Regions from separate parts of the Zea mays genome. Here region 2 is linked to region 1. The links are chromatin contacts, called in public Hi-C maps. All regions are on one chromosome and are shown on one strand. Each heading gives the region's core, a stretch centred on a gene start, on an enhancer-like site or on the middle of the called end of the contact. The rest is flanking DNA. Distances are from core to core; before and after follow the strand shown.

Region 1 (3,672 bases), core at 182-2,681:
TATTGTTTAAACATTGTAGATATATAGGACCGAGTTTAGAGAGCATTACTAAAGATGAAGAAGATATATATGACGAAATCTTTTGGAGGGTAGTGTAAAGGACATAAAATATTTTTCTTTAGAGATATAAAATTTATAGGACGTTGTTGAAGAGAGTCTAAAGCCCCGTTTGAAACCTATAGAACTAATAGTTAGCTATTAAAAGATAGTTGTTAGGTTCAAACACCATCACTTAATATTGCAACTAATTGTTAGTTATCTCATATCTAACCATTAATTCATTAGCTGACTCAAGCTAACTAATAATTTATTAGTTGATTAATTATTAGATGATTAACTATTCGTCAAGATACGTGTGTTAATTTTTTTTTACATTTTGACTTCTTATCGAGGATAGAGATGGCAATGGGTACCCGCGACCCGATACCCGATGGGTATTTACTCCATTAGGGTATGTATGTGGGCTAAATATTCTACCCGTGGGTCTGTTATTGGGCAAAAATCTTCACCCAATGGGTAAACGGGTATTAGAACGTTCTGCCTTCACCCATACCCGCTAACCCGTGGGTATAAAATACCCAATATAAACTTATCCGAATCATGAACTTGGACTTTAGTCATCCAACTTTTTTACGATTTAACAACAATTTAATGACCATGTAATGGAACATGTAATGTGCTATGTAGTACTATCATAGTGTTACTACTTTATCCAATTATCTTTGGTGTGTTGAATGGATGGTTAAATGATGCTAGAAAATTTTGTAATGGTATTTATATGGATATACTTGACATTTGTATAGTATAATATTTTGATAGTTGTTTAATTTTTGTGGGTATGGGTGACCCGATAGGTGACCCATACCCACATGGGTATGGGTATGGGGGTAAATCCATACCCGCCAGTGTATATGGGTAACCCGGTGGGGTTATTTTTGTGTTGTGGGTATAGGTATGGGGTACTAATACCCGGTGGGTATTTACCCATTGCCATCTCTAATCGAGGACACGCATTCTACGCGCCCGCGACAATCGGAGAGCAATGCTGCGTGCTGCGAGCCCGCCTCGTAACGACCTTCGCGGCACGATAACTGCACGATGTCAACCGACGGGGCGTGCGAACCGTCGGATCCGTCCACCCGGAGCGACCTGAGTCGTCGTCCGATGGGTCAACCCCCCAAAAGTGAAAAAAAATTTGGTGCAGCACTGCTGCAAACCAGAGTGGTTTGCAGCCTCTCACAAAAAGGTGGATGGACCCTACCTGCAGATCCACCAGATAACATTTTTGTTGCTACGGGTGGGGTCTATCCTCTTTTTTGTGAGGAGCTGCAAACACTTTAGTTTGCAGCAGTGCTGCACCAAATTTTTTTCCCTACCCCGTTTGGCTTACGGTGCACACCATCCCGCAGCGCACACACGTAGACTTTGCTTCCACGCCTAGCAGTAGTCGCCTACAGCTACAGCTTGAGGCAGCTGCCCATCGGCCGCAGAAGGGATGGCTGGACGAGAGATGCGGCTATTGGAGCGGCGACGTGCGGGCGATGATGGAGGAGAAATGCCGAGCTGTTCGAGCACTGACGGAAACACCAGCAGCGCTAATGCGAGCACGAGCTCGAGCACCACTGCTAGCAGCGGCGTGCGGCGGAGCGGTGGCGCAGCGGAGGGGCGGGAGACCAGCTCCAGGTCGGCGGGCACCATCAATCTAAGTCAGGAGTACAGGCTCGCGATCCACACCCCGTCCTACCAAGAGATCTGGGATAAGATCCACATAGACGGGGACGGGGACGAACAACGGGAAGGGGGCTTCGGCGGCAACGGTGAAGATGAGGAAGGAGAAGAGGGGGAGGACAGGGTCACCCTGGCCGGCGTGCTCCGTCCGGAGGACGAGGTGGTGGACCGCGCTCTTGCAGACGCGCCCGATACGGAGCTCACCCGCCTCGTCAAGAACTACTTCAGCAGCACGAACCAAGCGTCGGTGCTCTGCCTCTCACTCCGTCGGGCGCTCCGCCGGGCGCGGTCGCTGTACGGGCCCATCACGGACCTCCTCGCGCTCATCCCGCAGTCGCCGCAGCTCGCCACGCCACACTGCGACTGTGCGTTCGACGCCTTCCTCCTGTTCGACCAAATGCCCAATCCGTTCCCGGCGCCCGCGGCCGGGTTCCAGTGCATGCAACGAAGTTTCTCTGGGCTCAAGAACCACCTCGATCTTCGTCTCCTCAGTGTCCGGCGCAGGCGCCGTTGGCTCCGCTGTGCCAAGCGCGGATCAGGTATCTGCCTTATTGCCTGCGCCACCGGCGCTGCCGTCGCAGGCCTCGTGGTTGCGACACACGCCATTACCGCGCTGCTGGCGATGGCCCCTGCTTGTGCTGCATCCAATTCTTGCTGCTGTCCACTGGCTGCTTCGATGAAACGCCTGCAGAGGCACATGGACCGGCTCGACGCGACTGCTAGGGGCACCTACGTCTTGAATAATGATGTCGCTACAATTGAACGGCTGGTGGGTAGGCTCCATGCCACTGTGGAGAGCGACAAGATGCTTGTCCGCCTTGGGCTGGAGCGCGGGAGGGGGCAACACCACACCATAGAAGAGGTGGTAAGGCAGCTCAGGAAGAACCACCCCAGCCTGCAACGGCAGCTTGCTGACCTTGCCGAGCACATTTGCCTCTACTTTGCTGCTGTCAACCGTGCCAGGTTACTCCTTGTGCACCACCTGAATGCGCAATCTGATGCTGAAAGTGAGTCTCCATTGTCATGACCTCATTAGCCCCAAACAATCTGACACTGGGTGCCATGATCATGAGTTTCAGTTAAAACAATTAGCTGTATCTTGAAATTCTTGTCTCGAGACCTCATCTATCGTGCCAAGTGATGCACAAATTTCTTGCTTTAATAGTTTAGACATTTTTATAGTTCAATATATTTGATCTTCTGTACTTTCAGAATTATTACTGTAGCGATGTAACAATGCTATGTTTCTGAATAAACACGAAGTCTTAACATTTTAAGAACTGAATATTTGGACAATTGCTTCCATATGTTATCATGGCAGTTAAGTTGCAACTTGCAAGCAATGTGTTGCTTCTGCTATTCAGAGTTGCCTCGAATACTCAATCAGTCAATCTTTGCACCACCTATTAAATCTGCATGGAGGTTTTGAAACTTGAAAGCATCATCTTATTTGCAGTATTTTAGTGCTCTATTATAACAGATTATCTGGCTTGCAGTATTAATATTGGGTGCCAAGTTTAGTATGGAAATTCCAAGCTTCTTAGTTGATTAAGGATAATGCTTGGAAATTTGTTCTAGGTTCAACCTATAAAGGTTTTTCAGTGATTAATTTGGTTGAACTGAAAACATCCTCTTGCTTGCAGTGTTGATAGTGGATGTTTATTATTTGTCAATCTTCACTTATAAACTTTCCTTTTGCACCCTCAGTTTCTTTTTGTCGTTTTTTTATTTTCTTTCTTTCTACCAGGCACTTGGTTCTATGCTTTGCAACTGGATAGAATTCATACCATTTTTGTGCATTTATAGATAGATCAGTTTATGTTTGTTACGTTTAGACCGCTGTAAGGCATCCCTTGTACTCCGGTCTATTTTGGACCTTGTTTCTTTCTCTTTTTAATATAATGATACGCAGCTCTCCTGCGTGTTCGAGAAAAAAACTATTTT
Region 2 (3,318 bases), core at 396-2,895, 400 kb after region 1:
ATTTTGTTGGTTCGAAAATTAGGATGTTACACTATACGTGAAGTGGCAATAGAAGGGATGCATATGACTAGCAGACTCGGGCTGGATATCGAGTCGGCTCGATTTGGCTCGACCGAGTTTGAGCTGGCTCGACTCGACTCATTAAGCTAACGAGCCACAGAGTTAGCTCGAGGTGGCTTGTTTAGCTCGCGAGCTAAAGAATATATATATATCATAATTAATTTCTAGTTAGCTTTAAACCAATTTAACAACAGAAAATAGTTTAACATACCACAGCAATATCATCATATCAACACGAGTCATCACGCATTAGTTCATCATAAATTCATAATTTTTACACATGTTCATTAGTTTAACCTATATTCATAGTCGAACATACCAATTTAACATATAGACATAGTTTATTAATCATCAATTTAACACATAGACCATAAACGCTATATATACATATAACATATTCACAAATTTATACGTAAATAATATCCATATAAATTCATTTTAATGAAATATTATAATTTGTTGAAGTCGCTAGCTGGCTCGTTAACAAATCAAACTAGAATGTCAGCTCAACTCATAAAAAATTAAGGGTGTGTTTGGTTGCCTGCATATGGTTTGGCCAGACTCAAGAGATACAACTTTCTTCTGTTTGGTTGCCTGATCAGCCTCTTCAGCCTGGCTCGTGGGATGCAAAGATTCCTCTTGGGCCTGGCTCCCGAGATACGTAGGAATTGGCCATTTCTCCAGAGTCAGGCTCTGCCGGTGCAACCATTAGTCTTTCCTAATGACAGATTAACGTATAATTAGTGTCTATTAAATAATTTTAATTTATTTAAAAGTGGATTAAGGCTTTGTATGACATATTATGACTATTGCAACATGATCACATGAAAATATAATAAAACTTTATAGCTTTTAAGCTCATGCATCAAGCATTTATGCAAGCAACCAAACATCATCTCGCATAGGCCATGCTAAGCTCATACAGGCAACCAAACATAGGGATATTGCATGCTCTCGGCCAGACTATCAAGAGCCAGGTTCCCTAGATACGAGCCAGGCCCACCCATCCAGACAACCAAACAGGCCATAAATGAACCGATCGAGCCGAGCCGACCCAAGCGGAGACGGTCTGGAAACGAGCGAGCCATGAGACAGACTATTTCGTCCGGCTCTACATATTCTATATATTAACCGTGGGAGCAAGGAAGAACAACCAGACCATCCACGTCACTATATATTTTTCAGCCGTCGGATCGAGCAACAACGGTCCTCGAATCCTTCCGCCCTCTCCGTGGCGCTCTCCGTGTCTGGACGCTTCCAGGAGCTACGTAGACCTCCCACGGTCCCACCTCTCCATTCATCGCTTCCGTGAAGCTCGAGCCCCATCGACCCCCGACTAACCGGCGCTTGGGCGTAGCAGTTCCGACCGCTCCCCCCGTGGGCCGCCGTCGCCCCACCGTCTCCATGTCAGTTTTCAGCGCTATCCACCATGCCCTCCTTCGCCCGTCAGCTCGCTGAGCAGACCTCCCAGATAAGCAAGCCCTGCCGCCGTCCCCGGAAGCCGTTGCTGCATCGCCCTCGGCAAAGGATGTGCCGCTCCTACCCGACGCGGGAATGCGGCACTGGGCCGCGTGCGGGCGGTTTGCGCAGTGCAGCGGGTCCTTCCGCGGTGAAGTCGACCGGGCCACCGCCGAGGCCTTCCTCCTCACGAGGCTCCCAGTGATCCTCCTCCGCTACCTCGGGTACGCATTCAACTCCGCTTCTCTGACTGCCAATTGTACTTTGCTTTGTTGTGCCATCCATACCCCTTTAGGAGTCAAGATATTGCCGAGGAAAGAGTGTCAGCTGCACTCTAGAAAACACAGGTACAAATATTCACAATCAGAAAAAACAGAGAAGTCATAAATAATGTTTTCTCAAACCGAAACTTAGTACCACTGATAAATTTAGTACTGATACATAATTATAATTGTTCGTAATAGTCTTCCAGGTTATCAAAGTAGAGACATGCATGTAACTACATAGAGTTCAAGCCAGAAACAGACATAAAAATGGCACCATGGAATGCGTCAAATTGGAATACAGTATCAGTAACTTTGACACTTCATGTGGTGCCTCTTCAAATGTCCTGTACACTCAACCTAGCATCAATGAACACTATCATTAATTATCACAAAAGTAAATATAGGAACTGTCGAACTGCAAATACTAATGTTAATAGAAAATAATACACTGCACACAATATCATAGCCAGCATCAGACTACCAAACCGAGAGAATCAAATTTGCTTACTAATAGGCTAGAGTGTTTCTCAACCAAGATCGTTGTATAGAATATCACATAAGATTGCTTACTAATACTCTCTGTACAGTTTGATTATTGTTAATATAGTTCAAGGCATATGTGAACAGGCATCACACAATATAAACCTATAATTTATGACTTCATCTATCCCATTGAAGTATTAATAAAGCCATATGTCCCATCATATTTTGCTATTTTAATGATGCAGGGTTGCAGAAACTATTAATGACGCAGTTGAATTTGTTCATCAGAATTTCATAGAAATGAATAAACTCTAGGTCCGAATGTAGCATCTGGTATGTCGCAGGCTTGAAACATAAGTTAGAATCTGCCTTTGTTCCTTAATTCTTTACCATGCCACGTGAATGAGACTGTGATTAAATCCATTCTCAGGTTCGCCATCCTATATGATACTGAAAGCAATATTGGAATTGCGTGATCCGGTAACTCAGCGTCATCTGGATAATCTACTCAAATGTATTTCTTAAGTCATGCAAATTGGAATTGTTTTTTTAATCTTCTTATATGTAGGTAATAACCTTCATCTCCTAAGTCAAATTGAAGGCGTTGACCTTGATACATACAAAGAAATTGTTTTTCTTAAGTAAGATGATTATGATAAATTAGATTGTTCAATGTATTGCAAGAAAATTAATGTATTTAAACTGTATAAAGCGATCACGACTCGCGCAAGCCGCGAGCACGACACTAGTGACACATGAGCTGGGGACGGGAGCGAGAGATTATACCTACCTTGTAAGCTCCAGCCTATTGCTCGACAGGCTTCCCAGTTAAGAGATACCTTTCTCCTGCGATTACCGAACCACTCGCTTCTTGTCTAATGCCCGTCGCTGTCACCAATTCAGCATAATGCCAGTGCTGCCGTTGCTGTCCGCAAAGCCATCCCCTCCCTGCACGCCCCCTCGGCCCGGTGGTGAGTGGTAGGCGGCCGAAGAATTCCAGGGTGGGTGGGGAGCGCCCGGACCGGAGACAAGGAAGATCGAGGCATGAAGG

What was found. A called contact is a pair of places that touch in the nucleus more often than the background predicts.
Region 2: a Hi-C map of root tip shows a contact between it and region 1, with 5 times the contacts expected there. The contact joins the promoter of LOC100274870 here to the promoter of LOC100274043 in region 1. A contact is called at or near these places in 3 of 25 Hi-C or Micro-C datasets (ear, leaf and root tip).

The regions. Positions count from the first base shown.
Region 1 is chr10:115,803,861-115,807,532 of Zm-B73-REFERENCE-NAM-5.0, forward strand. LOC100274043 (UPF0496 protein) reads left to right here and starts at 1,432. Exons shown (of 1, transcript NM_001148424.1): 1 at 1,432-3,003. The coding sequence starts at 1,496. The coding sequence ends at 2,755.
Region 2 is chr10:116,199,164-116,202,481 of Zm-B73-REFERENCE-NAM-5.0, forward strand. It overlaps LOC100274870, which reads left to right and starts at 1,646. Exons shown (of 2, transcript NM_001365937.1): 1 at 1,646-1,742; 2 at 3,171-3,318. The coding sequence starts at 3,312.